Linked DNA regions of Pan troglodytes: all the other regions are linked to region 4. The links are chromatin contacts, called in public Hi-C and HiChIP or PLAC-seq maps. All regions are on one chromosome and are shown on one strand. The core of a region is the stretch at or near the end of the contact, and the rest is flanking DNA. Distances in the headings are between cores, read along the strand shown. Region 1 overlaps AOPEP (aminopeptidase O (putative)). Region 2 overlaps AOPEP (aminopeptidase O (putative)). Region 3 overlaps AOPEP (aminopeptidase O (putative)). Region 4 overlaps AOPEP (aminopeptidase O (putative)).

What was found. A called contact is a pair of places that touch in the nucleus more often than the background predicts. HiChIP or PLAC-seq counts read pairs in DNA pulled down with a chosen protein or histone mark.
Region 1: a Hi-C map of stem cell-derived neural progenitor cells shows a contact between it and region 4, with 6 times the contacts expected there. The contact joins two enhancer-like sites. A contact is called at or near these places in 2 of 7 Hi-C or Micro-C datasets (blood and stem cell-derived neural progenitor cells) and 1 of 1 datasets of contacts at active chromatin or transcription factors (stem cell-derived excitatory neurons).
Region 2: an H3K4me3 HiChIP or PLAC-seq map of stem cell-derived excitatory neurons shows a contact between it and region 4, with 5 times the contacts expected there. The contact joins two enhancer-like sites. A contact is called at or near these places in 1 of 7 Hi-C or Micro-C datasets (stem cell-derived neural progenitor cells) and 1 of 1 datasets of contacts at active chromatin or transcription factors (stem cell-derived excitatory neurons).
Region 3: a contact with region 4 is called in a Hi-C map of stem cell-derived neural progenitor cells, with 6 times the contacts expected there. The contact joins two enhancer-like sites. A contact is called at or near these places in 2 of 7 Hi-C or Micro-C datasets (blood and stem cell-derived neural progenitor cells).

Annotation. Positions count from the first base shown.
Region 1 is chr11:43,720,602-43,724,239 of NHGRI_mPanTro3-v2.0_pri, reverse strand. The region is part of intron 3 of AOPEP (aminopeptidase O (putative)); the gene reads left to right. Among named protein-coding and RNA genes, the nearest start is that of AOPEP, 57 kb to the left of the region's middle. Within about 2 kb of position 1,894, at least 10 of the 24 cell types and tissues checked have an H3K27ac peak or open chromatin away from gene starts, as enhancers often do. A contact at or near this core is called in stem cell-derived neural progenitor cells, where this site is marked.
Region 2 is chr11:43,702,683-43,706,595 of NHGRI_mPanTro3-v2.0_pri, reverse strand. It overlaps AOPEP (aminopeptidase O (putative)), which reads left to right. Exons shown (of 16, transcript XM_016961205.3): 5 at 1,411-1,656. Among named protein-coding and RNA genes, the nearest start is that of AOPEP, 75 kb to the left of the region's middle. Within about 2 kb of position 2,090, at least 7 of the 24 cell types and tissues checked have an H3K27ac peak or open chromatin away from gene starts, as enhancers often do. A contact at or near this core is called in stem cell-derived excitatory neurons and stem cell-derived neural progenitor cells, where this site is marked.
Region 3 is chr11:43,633,616-43,637,517 of NHGRI_mPanTro3-v2.0_pri, reverse strand. The region is part of intron 5 of AOPEP (aminopeptidase O (putative)); the gene reads left to right. Among named protein-coding and RNA genes, the nearest start is that of AOPEP, 140 kb to the left of the region's middle. Within about 2 kb of position 1,772, at least 9 of the 24 cell types and tissues checked have an H3K27ac peak or open chromatin away from gene starts, as enhancers often do. A contact at or near this core is called in stem cell-derived neural progenitor cells, where this site is marked.
Region 4 is chr11:43,498,293-43,501,968 of NHGRI_mPanTro3-v2.0_pri, reverse strand. AOPEP (aminopeptidase O (putative)) reads left to right here. Exons shown (of 16, transcript XM_016961205.3): 12 at 2,736-2,798; 13 at 3,120-3,194. Among named protein-coding and RNA genes, the nearest start is that of MIR23B, 82 kb to the right of the region's middle. Within about 2 kb of position 2,013, at least 16 of the 24 cell types and tissues checked have an H3K27ac peak or open chromatin away from gene starts, as enhancers often do. A contact at or near this core is called in stem cell-derived excitatory neurons and stem cell-derived neural progenitor cells, where this site is marked.

The sequences.
Region 1 (3,638 bases), core at 645-3,144, 220 kb before region 4:
TGTGTTCTTTATAATCAGGCAGAAGTAGTATGTTCATGGAAGAAACATTTAAAACTACTAGTGATAGTAACAAAATCGACTTCAGGGTCATTTCTTTTGCTTTTGTTGCTTAATTACAGTTTATGCCTTTTTTCCAGCCTCAATAAATTTTAAAAAGAATTGGTTTAGTACATTATTATTTTCTTCTAGTAATTTTTTGTTCAGTTTTATTTTTTTTAATTAATTTTTTTTTTGAGACAGAGTCTCATTCTGTCGCCCAGGCTGGAGTGCAGTGGCACGATCTCCGCTCACTGCAACTCCGCCTCCCGGGTTCACGCCATTCTCCTGCCTCAGCCTCCCGAGTAGCTGGGACTATAGGCACCCGCCACCACGCCTGGCTAATTTTTTGTATTTTTAGCAGAGACGGGGTTTCACCGTGTTAGCCAGGATGGTCTCTATTTCGTGATCTTGTGATCCGCCCGCCTTGGCCTCCCAAAGTGCTGGGATTATAGGCGTGAAAGTTTTATTTTTATAGAGTCTTATTTAGTATATCCCTGCTTCCTAGAAAAATAAAATACTCTGAGGGCTGGGTGCCGTGGCTCACACCTGTAATCCCAGCACTTTGGGATGCCGAGGCGGGCGGATCACAAAGTCAGGAGATCGAGACCATCCTGGCTAACACAGTGAAATGCCGTCTCTACTAAAAATACAAAAAAAATTAGCCGGGCGTGGTGGCAGGCGCGTGTAATCCCAGCTACTTGGGCTGAGGCAGGAGAATTGCTTGAACCCGGGAGGCGGAGTTTGCAGTGAGCCAAGATCGTGCCACTGCACTCCAGCCTGGGTGACAGAGTGAGACTCCGTCTCAAAAAAAAACCAAACAAAAAAAGAAAAAGAAAATACTCTGCTTCTGTTTTTTGTGGGAAGCCTCAAGTAAATGAAGAAGACTGCCTAATGGAAGCTCCTTCCAGATGAAGGAGAAAAAGCATATGAACGAGTGAAAGGTGTTAAAAACTACATGTGCCCTTGCATAGGATCTGATTTCATTTTTTTGTGCAAAAGTAAGACTGTAGACATTACTTCATTCTGGGCAAAATGCTACTCTCTGGCCTGCTCAATAGACTAGCTCTCTGACATTCTCTTTCTTTTGACTTTGTGTGGGAAATTCCAGGAAAAAGCCAAGATCTGAGAGTCCAGACCCTCCTGTATGCAACTGAAAGCCAACTTTTCAAATGAGCAGTACTATTTAGACTGCTCCCATAGTATGCAACCAGGAATTACGTATGAGGAAATGGTAAATTAAGAGGCATTTAGGAATGGTTATGATTAAGTATTTTCCTCACAAAGAAAGAATGCAAAGTAGAGAAAGCTCCTTGTTTCTAGAACTAGGGAAACTTTATTCCATGCCAGTACACATACATTCCTATGTTTTTAAGGGTAAACGTATTCATCTTTTCCCATTAGAAAGATGCCGGTGAGCCAGTAATTTCTAAATCTGTGTCAGTTAATTCTTTTGTTTTGTGATTTGTTGTTGACTAGTTCTTGCTTACCCTCCTGGCACTGCGCTTACTGTACACGACATATGTGAAAGTCATCATGGTTTCTTTCAGACATTGATGATTCTGGCAGGCATGTATATACCAGTTCTCATTGCTGTGGATTTTTGTCTTGGACTTGACATGAATGTTCCATGTGAGTAAAGCACTCAAGTTTACCTGTGACCACCTGGAGCAGTATGATTTTGTGTCAAATTAGCTGATCCAGCTTAAGGGGAACTGGGTCACCTGCATTGAAGGTCAGAGTGGCCGGTGAGACTTGAATAACAAGCCTGGTGGGGCATATTCCTTTAGGTATCCCGTTAGCCAACAAGGAAAACCTATAGAGGCGCTTGTGTTCAGCAGATGGCGCTCTTTTACCTAGTTTACAAGAATGATCTTGAAGGTCATTTCTCTTGCCTCTCCTGTGCCTGAGGCGGTACCATGTTGCAGGCAAGGAAAACCGAAGCCTTGCTGGGTAGCATCAGTGCTTGCAAAGTGGTGGCCTGACCTGGCACATCGCCCTGGTTAGGCAATGCTGGTGCCCAGGGCGTCTTACTGTCTCGTTTGTTCTGGTGCCAGTTACAACCCTTGAGCAACTGCGGAGAAGAACTAACAAGAGACAGTCACGCTATGGGTATTCACCAGGGTGGCACTCACTTAGAAAACCGGAAGGTGTAGACGCGGCATCTGCAAAGTCCTGACAGAAAGCTAGAGTTTGCTGAAAGACCCAAGCAGTGGAGAAGGAGGCCAGGAGGGGAAGAGCAGCCAAAATGGGGAGCTCTCTCTCCTTTTCGTGAATGTATTATATTTATTGTACAGATGTATGTATATTATATATTTAAAATATATGATATATACATTCTCTATAGTATGTCTGTATACACTTATAAGTGTACATGTTTCTGAATATACATATTCCTGTAAACATTGTTAGGCATCTTTAATTTGTGATACAAAGATGTTCCAAAGTAATCATAACATATATAATAGTTTGGATAGGAATTGCTGAAATAAGGAATTGTGGTTAGAGAAAGAAACAATTTTGAGGTAGCAAAGTAGCAGGGGCTACTGAAGGATTGAGGAAAGAAAGATTATATGTTAAATAAAAGCACGTATCAATTTGATATTTCCGAATGCTTCATGCTGTTTGTCTAACCTATAGTGGAGAGGTTGAAAAAGTAAAATGGATGGTTTTCATAGGAAGAATTTAAGTGCCTGTTTTAATTTGCAGTGAAAACAATAACTCTTTAATATGAGAAGTTCCATGAGATGCTTAACTTGGCAGAGCTATGATCTAACTTAGCCTCTGCACAAGCAGAGTGGTTATGTGTGTGTGGTTATAGCTGTGCTTTTAATTATATTAAGTGAGTTTATCCAAGACTCACCTACGAATAGGACACTGACTTTTCATAAATTTCTTATTTAATTTACTATTGGTAGGCATGACTGATGTGTAAAAATGACTACTATATCTTGATTTTTCTTCTCTTAAAATTTTTTATGAAAAATAATTATCTCAGCTAAGTTTCTCACAGGTTTAGTATAAAAAGTTCTCTCTCCTCTCATGAACTGACTACTCCTTCATGTTCTTCCTTTTTCCCTCTTCACTGAGAATTATTCTTCCTCCTGTGGAAAATAGAATCTTCAAAACTATTCACAGGACAGTTTTTAGAAGTCATTGAAAAAATAATTAAGATAACTGTTTTAACACTCTTTATTATGATACTTATTTTCAAAATTAAATTTTATTTATTTTTATTTTTATTTTGGAGATGGAGTTTCACTCTGTCGCCCAGGCTGGAGTACAGTGGTGCAATCTTGGCCCACTGCAACCTCTGCCTCTTGGGTTCAAGTGATTCTCCTGCTTCAGCCTCCTGAGTAGCTAGGATTACAGGTGCCCACCACCATGCCTGGCTAATTTTTGCATTTTTAGTAGAGACAGGGTTTCACCCATGTTGGCCAGGCTGGTCTTGAACTCTGGACCTCAGGTGATCCTCTCGCCTTGGCCTCCCAAAGTGCTGGGATTACCGACGTGAGTCACTGTGCCTGGCCCAAAACTATATTTTATTTTATTTTATTTTTTTTGAGACGGAGTTTAGCTCTTGTTGCCCAGGCTGAAGTGCA
Region 2 (3,913 bases), core at 841-3,340, 200 kb before region 4:
AGGATCATTTGAAGCCAGAAGTTTGAGACCACTCTGGGTTACAAAGTGAGACCCCATCTCCAGACCCCATCTCTTAAAAAAAAAAAATGCTGGATGTGGCATGGCAACATGCCTGTAGTCCTAGCTACTCAGGAGGCTGAGGTAGGAGGATTGCTTGAGCCCAGGACTTGGAGGCTACAGCGAGCTATGACCCTGCCACTGCAGTCCAGCCTGGGCAACAGAGTGAAATCCTGTCTTAAATAATAATAGGCCGGTTGCGGTGGTTCATGCCTGTACTCCTAGCTGTTTTGGAGGCTGAGGCGGGTGGATCACCTGAGGTCAGGAGTTTGAGACCAGCCTGGCCAACATGGTAAAACCCCGTCTCTACTAAAAATACAAAATTAGCCAGGCGTGGTGGCACACACGTGTAATCCCAGCTACTCAGGAGGCTGAGTCAAGAGAATCACTTGAACCTGGGAGGTGGAAGTTGCAGTGAGCTTAAATCATGCCACTGCCCTCTAGCTTGGAAGACAGAGCTAGATTCCATCTCAAAAAAAAAAATAATAAAATAAATAATGATTAGAGGGGTTTTTCATTGTGTTTGAATAAAAGACATATTAGCAGGTGAAAAAATTGAGTACTGTTGGATGTAGGTTTGAGTAGATAAGTTCTCTTGAGTCCTGTGAGTCAGGTTCTAGGAATTCTCTTTCAGTTCCGCCTTTGATGGAATAACTGGCAGTGGTCAGATGAAGCAGGCTGGGGTCTGATCTGTTTCCTTAAAAGGCTGGCTCAGTTAAATTTGTTCTGAAAGTGGGTTGGGAAAAATACTGTATCAAAAGTGCCTCTGTATTCCTTAATAACAGCTTTTGATGGGCTGTGTAAAGAACTATTCAGTAAAATGGTTTGTGTTCTTTCGAGGAGTTTGAGCCTGTAACTTTCATTTGGTTCATGGTTCTCCCTCAGTCCAAGTCTTTTATTCTAGGTAATCCCAGAATTGGATCTTTAATTTGTGTGTACTGCTCCTTCCTTTCTGAGTTATGAATTGTCTCTAATTTGGAGATTGTTCATATGGTGATACTTGAAAACATCTAACCGAGGGCAGGAACTGTTTGTATTTTGGTGAGAAGTTTTATTGTTTGGAGTCTTTACAGGTCCCCCCACAACAAAGTTTATTCTAAAACAAGATTTTACTGCTTTCTCTTATCTTAGATTGAAGCTAGTGTGTTGATTCAAACACATGAATACGTTTTTGTCCTGTAAATTTTCACTGCTGCACAGAGCCAGTCAAGCCAAGAATTGAAATGAACAGTCTTTGCTTGTGAGTCTGTCTGAACCTCTGTCTCCTAAAAGTTGTCTACATCTGCAAGATTGCCTCACCTCCACAGCAAGAATAATAAACATGTTTTACCATTTATTTTGTGTTATTCCCAGGCATGTTGGTGTTTGCAGTCACATGGAATACCCCTGCCGCTTCCAGAATGCTTCTGCCACCACCCAGGAGATCATTCCTCATCGGGTCTTTGCCCCTGTGTGCCTCACGGGTGCCTGCCAAGAGACCCTTCTGCGGCTGATCCCTCCTTGCCTCTCAGCAGCACATTCTGTTCTGGGAACACACCCGTTCTCTCGGCTGGATGTTCTCATCGTCCCTGCCAACTTTCCAAGTCTGGGGATGGCCAGGTATGTTGTTCCATTGTGGCACTTGGGGTACATGCATTTTGGAAATTCTTTGACTATGTCTTGCTTTCCTTGAGCTCTGTCAGAGCTGTCATTTGATTAGAATGGAGGGGCTATGGTTGCTCATGCTTGGACATCTCATTGCTGCCTTGAGGGACAATTTTAATGCAGACTCCCTCATGCACGAGCCTTTGAGTGTCATGGGCTCAGTTCAGACTGTGTTGAAAAGAAAAGGCTCACATTGTTGCTGGGATTGAGAATACATAGTGCCCCCTGAGTGGTGACTGTTGGATCATGGCTGATCAGTGGCTGTTAGCTTGGATGATGACAGCATAATGCTAATGAGCCAAAGGTTATAGCATCAGGCTCTGGGCACAGTAACATGACTTGGTCCCAAGGCCACAGGCTACTCACCTAATCCTGACCAGCTGTCTTGTCCATTCTCACCACCGGTCACAAGGGCAATGACTTGAGAGACCCTGAGTCAGATAGACTGTGGATGGATCAGTGTAAATCTATCCCTACTGCTAGAAAAACAGCCCAAAGCAGATGGCTTACTGTGGGGGTTGGAGGAGGAGTCACGTGCTACTATTTTTTAACAAATGCACTTTTGCTGTTGTGTCCTGGTTTGGTTCCCTGTATTTATTTAAGCTAAAATCTATTAATTAATGCCATTGTTCAGTCATTAATGGGTATCTGTGTTCCACTGAGAAAAGATAGAGAATGTACTTGGTTATATTTCCATTTTAAAATCTTAATCATTAGCAGTGAATATGCTTGACTAAGGATGGGAAAAATAAGCTCATCAAAACATGTGACTTCAAGTTTTTCCCTATTAGTCAAGGAAATTCCTGCTGCCAATTAATTCCCATGCTTTTGAGCAGCTGTCATTTGTGGTGTTTTCCCTGAAAACTGCACACATTCTTAGTAAAACCATGAGCAGAAAAGAACTGACCAGAACATTTGCTTTTGATCTTTACTACATGTATGTACTTTAAAGACTGGCTGGCTTGCCTTAATCCTTGAGGAGGTCTGAGAAAGTCATTTAGACTGATTTTTATCCTATGTTTATGAAGATAATGGGAATGCAGGAACTAGGATAATTATATATATTTGGTTACGTGCTGCATCATATAATTGTCTTGGATGTCTATATATAGAATTTTTCTTAATGGAGGGGGGGCTTCTTTTGTCCCTTTGAAGAGTCTGCTGGCCTTAATTTAAGTAGTAGAGGTGTTGGTGAAAAAAGAGTTGTTCATTAAATGTTTCTTATTTGTACATGGGTTTGAGGGGCCCTATTTACTTGGGAGTTTTTAGCACTTCATGAGAATTGCAGTTTTTTAAGGCATGTTTGCTAGCAGTTCCAAGTTCTGGCCTGAGGGAACCAAAGGCAGAGTATTTTTCATGCACAGGATTCTGTTTTCTATAGCTCCTTCCTGACATCGGTCTGCCAAATACAGAATGAGTTGACCTGCAGGCCATTCTCTAAAGCTTCTCTTTTCAAGTTTGCATGCCCAAGCAGGTAGGCTGTGTGTTTGCTGCTTTTTGCGATATTTGAAGTGATTTAAACATGCTTAACTCTGTATTTTTAGAGTGGCAAGCCTGAGTACCATAAGACCAAATGGTCCTGGGCACAAATTTTGAAAAATATGGTGGTGATCATAACTTAGCAACAACAAGACTGCTTTTATGCTTAAAAGCAGGAGAACTGTATATTCAAAATTTGTGGTTGGTTGTCAAATACCATTTTTTTCCCTTCCTTTTAGACTGTGGAAGTAAAGTCTGCCCAGGTCTAGATGTTTTTCTGGACTTATTACCATTCCCTGGATGAGAGCTGTGGAAGGGGGATTGTGGTCTCTTCCACTGCCAGGTGGGGTGGGGAAGGGAGGTGCTCTGTTTTTCCAAACTCTGGCTTCAATTGATTCTGCTTGCTTGGCTTGACTGTGTCGGGATCCCAACACCTTGGGCCACATGCAGCTGAGTGGGGTTTATGACTCAGCTGGCTACTGGGGCCCTGCTGCTTTATTTATGGTCGAGGCTTTGCTTGAGGTTTTATAAAGCAAAGCTAGAACAAAAACGATGGTTTTGTAAGTCAACTTCATACCCTAAACAGGAATAGAGAAACCTCAAGGCTAGGAGGAGTCATCCAAAAAGACCTCCATACTGAAACCTGCCATTGTCCTCTTAGTTATAATATGCTGAGAGATCAAAGGACTTCTTGGTAAATTAAATGGCTCCTTCCCGAGTCCATATTTTATAA
Region 3 (3,902 bases), core at 523-3,022, 140 kb before region 4:
TGCCTTTTGCTTACCATTCTTAGCCTTATTTTTATATTCTTAATTTAAACTTGACCCTTTGTTGTCACTGTAATGCAAGAAACCATTCCTGTTTAATCTTGGACAGCTGCATATGTTTAGAGACTATATGCATAGGTTCTCACAGAAATCTGACCTAAAACAGACAGATGTTGGAACTCTTATGTAAAAATCTATTCTAAACAATCTGGGCTACTGCTAGACAGGAATGCCAAACATTTCCAACCGCAAATTATACTTGATAATAACCACCTTGATAGCAGAAAGCAGCAGACCCCTGTTCCATGACATGATCTAGAGGAAGGTAACAGGTCTTTGGCATTTTAACTCAGATTTGCTACATTTACAGAGATGAGGGCCATTGCCAATGGCATCATTGTGAAAATTAGAAACTATTAATTTACGTACAGAAATTCTCCGAACACAAAAGTCTTTATTCTCTTTTTCCATGTAACCAGACCGTAGCAAGGAGTCACTGACTGGGAAGCAGGAGTCGGCCTGAAGCCAGGAGGGCCGAGCACACAAAGAGCCATGTGGCTCAAGGGGGAAATGGACATGCGTGCCCTTTTCAAGTTTCTGAAATCAGTGTATTTCTGAAGAATCATTTAAATAAGCTCACCAGCGTGTTTTATTTTGTGAAATGTGGGGCATGCCGGTTATGAAATGGGAACTCTGAAATGTGATACATCCATCTTAACCAGCTCAGGGTTTATTCAATTCTTCCAGCCCTAATCCTATTAACTCTCATGCACAAAGGAAATACAGGACTCCTCTCTGATGATTCTATCCAGGCCTCCTGGCATTTGGAAACCAAACTTTAAATTTTACAAATGATGTCTACTAGTTCATTAAAAACTAATCATAATAATGTTTTTAATAAACTAATAGGCTTTACATGTAAAATCTAAAATTTGAAGGTAGCTTCAAGCATCAAGGAAGCTACCTTTCAAAATTTTAGATTGTTTACTTTAAGAAAAGGCATTAGAAGAGATTGATGATTTCAATCAGTATATAGAATTGGAGGATTTTTAAAAAAACAATTTATTTGAATATGGAAATTTTTGGTGTGAAGTACATCAAATATAAGTCTTTTTCAAACCAAATCTTTGGTTTTACAAATAAAGCTTATTGGTTGATTAAAAATACAGCCAGCATCAATGTAACCAGTGTTCAAATTGGATTTTTTAGACTGTTTACTTAAGGGATTTTGAAGAGTTTGGTGACTCATAATCAGTTTATAAAATGTGAGGATTTTTTAATAGCAGCCTTATTTAAAATAAGTCAAAATGTTGGTGTGAAATGCATGAAACTTATTTCTGGCTGTATGTCATTTGGACATAAATCTAACCCAGCAAAATTCCAAGATCTAATTATGATGCTATGGGAAGCTAATCTCATTGCAGTGAAGATGAGCTAATGACACATTAGTCCATATTGTATTATATACTTTTCAGTCTGCTGCCTGCTATTTTGATTAAATTTACTTCCTACCATTCAGATTTGAAACAGCAAAGCCTTTCTGTTATTACCTATCAAGTTTATAAAGCCTTTCTCTGAAATTTTGAAGTGTTTTAGATTTCCATCACTTACAAAATTTTATACAATGCTTAATGTAAAATCACAGAAGATTTGCATTTATCCCCTTTCTGTTTAGAAGTACTTGCTATTTCCAGGTACCAGGCTGTAGTCAGCACGGCCCACTCTCGGCCGAGGTGGCCTGGAATGTCTAGTCATTTCAGTTTACATAACAGTTTCTCTGGCCTGTTTGCTTTCAGAGGTCACTTCAGTGTCAGCCTCAGCAGTCCACGTATAAGTCTGCCTGTTCCACATGATTCACAGAGGGAAAGAAAATACTGTATCTGAGGCATTCTTCCTACTTTGCGTAGCCCATATTATTTGAATGTACATTAAAACAGTGATAACATTCACCTCATACACTGAAGAGTAGATTTGTTTTTCTTTCTGATTTCTTATTCTGTCAGACTCTTTTCCTGACTGGAAGACACCTAGTTTTCTAGCCAGGATAGCTGAATGCTCCCTTTGCAAACACCTTGGCCTGAAGTTAGAATGAAACTGTGGTCAGCACCCCTTATCATTCTTCAGAAAGTCTTCCCAGCCCTGATAGGATCTGTTCTGATTCGGAATATCAGGGAACATTTCTTGGTGAATAAACCTGGCTTCTTATATACTGGTGCAGTCACTTCCCTGTAACGAGGTAATTTAAGCCAGTTGCCTTTCATTTCAACCATGTCAAAGTATCAAATAAAGCTATAACTTCAGACCAGCCAGGAAAATGAGAGGCCGGACAGAGTAACATGTTTATAATATAAATCCTTCCTGTTTTCTCAACCCATGCTCCCCTGGCTGTTTTCCATTCTGACAGAACACTCTGGAGATTTGCCTACAGACAGTGACCACCAATTTAAAGATTTGTTGATGACTAAGAAAAATTCCAAAGCTGCAAATGAACGAATCCAATGCTGACTAAAACAACTGACCAAAATTACTAATTCCTAGGCTGCTTTAGCACGAATGGTCATAACAACTGGGATAGCAGGCCTGTGTCACTCATTCCCTAGTAAAGCAGCTTGGAGGCCACAGGTGACTTCCTCTTCTTTCCAGACTGAGATGTACCAGAAATAGTGCAGTTCACCAGTTTGGGGAAGGCAGTTGTCTGGGAGTAACCATACCTGCAAATCACTTGATCTGAAGGACTGTGCTTGCTGACTTGAGAACATCTATTTTCTTCAATTTTAGATGTAACACGGCTACCTTGTACTCACTTTGAGTCTCACCGAATTCCCGTGCATTGAGGGTCCACTGGAATTCTTTGTTCATGGGCATTTTGACTGCTAGTATGGATGAGGTGGTGAGAAATGGTGGCAGACACACATAATTTGTGTGTCCCATATTTTCATTTTGCACCAAGCTTCTTTGCTCCCATGCATGCTCCATTGCTGCATCAGATTTCACTTACAAAGTGTAGGTCCAAAGATAACATTAACAGGAGTTTCAAGACAGTGACAGCAGATCATTAAACCAAGTGTGGGATGAGTGGGGCCTTGTGACTACACAGGCCAATGCAGTGGAAGCTCCCTATGTTACCTTCCCTGATTTCATTCCTTTCTCTGCCCCTCTCCCAGCAACCACTATAATTTTCTATTCTCATGTGTATCTTTATTATTTTACTTCATGTGTATTCGGAATGTATTTAGTATTGCTTGCCATATTTTAAAACTTAATGTGGACAGTGTCATTAGGAACCTGCAGCTTGTTTTTTCCTCTCAAAACGTTTACTGTGTGTTTTTGGCCAGGCATGGGGGCTCTCGCCTGTAATCCCAGCACTTTGGGAGGCCAATGCAGGTGGATCACTTGAGGTCAGGAGTTCGAGACCAGCCTGGCCAGCATGGTGAAACCCCTTTTCTACTAAAAATACAAAAATTAGCTGGGCATGGTGGTGTGTACCTGTAATCCCAGCTACTTGGGAGGCTGAGGCAAGAGAATCCCTGGAACCTGGGAGGCAGAGGCTGCAGTGAGCCAAGACTGCGCCACTTCACTCAAACCTGGGTGACAGAGCAAGACTCCGTCTCAAAAAATAAAAATAAAAAATAAATAAAAATAAAGACATTTGCTGTATGTTTTAAAAATTTGTCCATGTTGCTGTGGCAATAGCCTTTGTGTCCAGTTTAATTTTATGTGTCTGAAGTTCCAAGTTTTTGATCCTTTAAGTTGTTGACTGTTAGTGAATGCCCTATTTCTAGCTTGGGTGGGGTGCATGTAGTGATTAGCTTTTGAGGCTGTATTTAACCAAAAATTTGTTTGGAGACTTGAGTCATCAACCCTTATCTGTTGTATTGAGTTTCCACTCAGCCCATTGTCTGGGC
Region 4 (3,676 bases), core at 764-3,263:
GACGTTCAGTACATTTTTAAAAGAGCTATAATAACTGAACATCACAGAGTGAGCCCTAATGTAAATTTGACTTTAGTGAATAATAATGTATCAATATTGGTTCCTCAGTTATAATAAATATACTAATGCAATATGTTAAATATGGGGAAGCTGGTGAGTGGGTACAAATATGGGAACTCTGCTTTCTGCTCAGTTTTTCTATAAACTTAAAACTGCTCTAAGAATCATTCTAAAGGAAATAAACAGAATGTTATTAGAAATTATAGTGGAGTGACATAATTTGGACTGGGGAGTAAGGAAAGACCTTTCTGCAAAAGCGCTGCTTAAACCCAGAACTAGAGGATAAGTGGGCTACCATGCAAAGAAGAGATGGAAAAGCATTCTCAGTGAAGCAAAGTGGTATCATTTGAATTACCTTTGGACGTACCATTCTGGCTTCTCTGTGGAGGATGGATTCTGGGATGGCAATTGGGAGGAGAGTTGGGGGACAAAGGACAAACAAGGAGACAAGAGGCAATTAGGATGGGTCACAGCTTTTGCTTCCTACTTAGCAAAATCCTAGAAGAGCAGAGTGACAGTAGGCTGTTTCCTTTGTTCAGCTCATGCCGGAAACCGTTAGGTTATCCATGATCTGGGTGCTAGGAAGAAAGGAGACTGTGTCAGTAGCAGAGCAAGACAGGGTTTCCAGGTCTCAGTTTCTAAGATCTTTCCAGTGGTTCAATGGGATTTATAGAATTAAGAATGTGTGTGTGCGTGTGTGACTGCAACCAGTTAAAAACTGCAAAGGGAAAAAACTTTTCAAATAACTAGTACCTAGCTGTTAACAACAGCTTTCATATAAGTCTGTAAGATTTAATTTGCAATAGTTGTCTTTATTCCTGTTACTGGACTATTGGAATTTATTTTGGATTTTGTTTCTTCCAAGACTGTATGTTGAAAAACTGTATTTAAGCAGAGCACTGTTTTAGTACATCAATATTGAATGGCTCATATCAGAGTTTCTGGGGATCGTGAACTCCCAAGGAAAAAAATTCTAGTGGGTAAAAGGAAGTGCCTGCCAAGATAGATTTCTATTGATTGTGGAACTGTTATTAGCAGCATAAAAGGTTGAAGAGTTTAAAGTTCTCTTTCCCTTTAAAATTAAGCAGCTCAGAGTAATCCACTTCACCATTTATAATTATTTACCTGCCTATGTGCAAGATTTCCAAACCATTAACTATTTATATATATTTCCTTTACAGTAAAAAATTGTATATGATGGCTGTACAGTCTATACTAAAAGATATAATAACACATTGAAAAATCTCTAGCAAATGAGCACACATTTCGTAGCACTTAGCTATTATAATAATGACACAAAATGGTTAACACGTCTATTTATATTGCTCTCTAGATTTCAACTTTTTTGTATTCCTGGAAACAGTAAGAATCCCTCATTTGAGCAGACTTGTTGTTTGTTTTAGGAAATAGACATACATCATCCGTGTAATTTTAAGTAGTCCAGTTATGAATATGGAATGAAGGGATAAATTCCTGATGTCGCCATTAAGCTCCTCTGTGTAAAATACTCCATGGCAAAGTTGCTGCTATTTAAAGTAGTGAGTTTGATCTTGGCTTTGATCTAAACCTTTTGATCTTGAAAGAAGGATGGAGTAGCAATAAAGAGAGGGCAAGACAGATTTTCTTTAAAGAAATGTGATAAAGTTAAAGGGATGGTCAAGACCCAGCAAGCAACAGGACAACCCGACTCTCCGCCCCGGCCCGCCCTCACCGGCAGGCGGGTTCCAGCAACTGCTGATGCGGATGAGAAGGCCTTTGGCGGGTGGAGGAAAATCTTGGGGTATCGCACATTTTTATAAAGTAAGTGTAAACTTTCTCCCTAATTATGAAAACAGATTGACCCCTTCTTTTTAAATTCTACCCAGTGGTTCTGGGGGTCCACGGCAGTCTGAGGGCTGCGGGTCCACACTCGCGGGAGCGCGGGGCTGGGTTTCTCTGCGCCCTGGCCTCGCCCCCTGGGAGGTCACCTGCCGCTGCCCGGAGCCCCGAGGGGCCACTGGGAAACGTCTACTCGACGGCGTAGAACCCGGTCCCGGAGAAAACTCCACTAGGAAAGTTACTTTCCCTACGCGAAAGCCACCGGGACCAGGTTTCCGACTCCAGGAGCGCGCTAGGCTGGCTACGGGCGGGGTTCCTTCCCCGCCACCGCTCCCTCCAGCCTGCGGCGGGCGGCGCGGGCCCCTCTCGCTGCCGGGAAGCCGCTCGCAGGGCGCGGAGCCGGGGGAGGGGTGGCGGGGGCAAGGTGCGCGGGGGCGCGGGGCGGCCGGAGCCCGGGGAGGGGTGGCGGGGGCAAGGTGCGCGGGGGCGCGGGGGCGCGGGGCGGCCGGAGCCCGGGAGCGGGAGCACGCCGTTCGTGGGGAGAACAATACAATGCCGGCGCGGGCGGGAGGGCGACCTGCGGGAGGCGGCGCGGCCGCTATACCTTTAAGGCAGGCCCCGCCCCCGCTCGGTGCCCGCCCGCCCGCGCCGCCGCCCAGGCCCCGCGCCCGCCGCCCGCGCCGCGCCTGAGGTGATGCGGACCCCGGGCGGGCGCAGGGCGCGGGCTCCCGCGCCGCCGCTGCGTCCTCCCCGGCCGCGGGCGAGGTACGGGGCGGGCACGCCGAGTTAGCGGGCGCGGGGCAGGGAGGCCGGGGCCGCTCCCGCGGTAAACTTGACTGTGTCTTCTTCCCCCGCAGCCGCTGCAGAGGGAGCGTCGCGCCGGGGCGGAGTGCGGGCTCGCGCGGCAAGTGCGCGCCGAGGTGAGTGCGGGCGGCGCGGTCCCTGCGCCCCGGTGGCGCCGACGCGAGACCGCGGCTGGCGAGAGGCCCTGGCTCTGCGCTGCGGCGCGCGGGCGCGGGGACTACCCGCCAGGCTCCGGCTCGGGCGCGGGGAGCGGCCGTGACGAACGTCGCGGCCCCTGCGCTGAGGCGCCCGGCGAGTTCCGCGGGCGGGCGCGGGTGGCCTCCCGAGGTGCGGGGAAGACCAGGTCGCGAGGCCGGGGGTCTCTGCTTTCTCGCGCTGGGGGACGGCCGTCAGGACCCTGTCGCCTTGTTTGAAATGCTGTGGTTTTTGAACCTCAGGTCACGAAATGGATTCGAGTGAACCGGAGACCCCGAAAACGGAAGCGCAGGGAGAAGGAAGAGGTGTTTGAAAAGGTAGGGGTTCCCGAGACGGTACTCGGTGCAGGTCTTGGTAAATCCGCTTCTGCCCCGTGAGGACCTGGTCATGACAATAGAGTAGCGTTTAATTTAAAAAGTTTTTGTTATAATAAACCATAGATTTAATATATGGGGAAATTCTACAGAAATATTGGTCGATAAGGCTAATGATCATTTATATAGTCTCATTAGGAGAGAGTAGCCCATGAAATTTGTTTCATGCTCATTAAATACAGCAATCGGACTTAAGTGGGTTCCATTATTATTTTAGATCAGCAGTGTTTATTATCTCAGTGTTAAGGTACCTCTGAAAAATGAAAAGTGTTCCGAATAAATCGCCCACAGTATTAGGTTTCCATGCTGTACTTTCTCTCACCTAGACTTTAAATTGGAGTCATCTAAGAAATGGAGAGAGAAGAAGAAAGAAGTGGATTACTTTTAAAACACTAGGAGGAATTTTATTTGCTGTAAAGTAAATG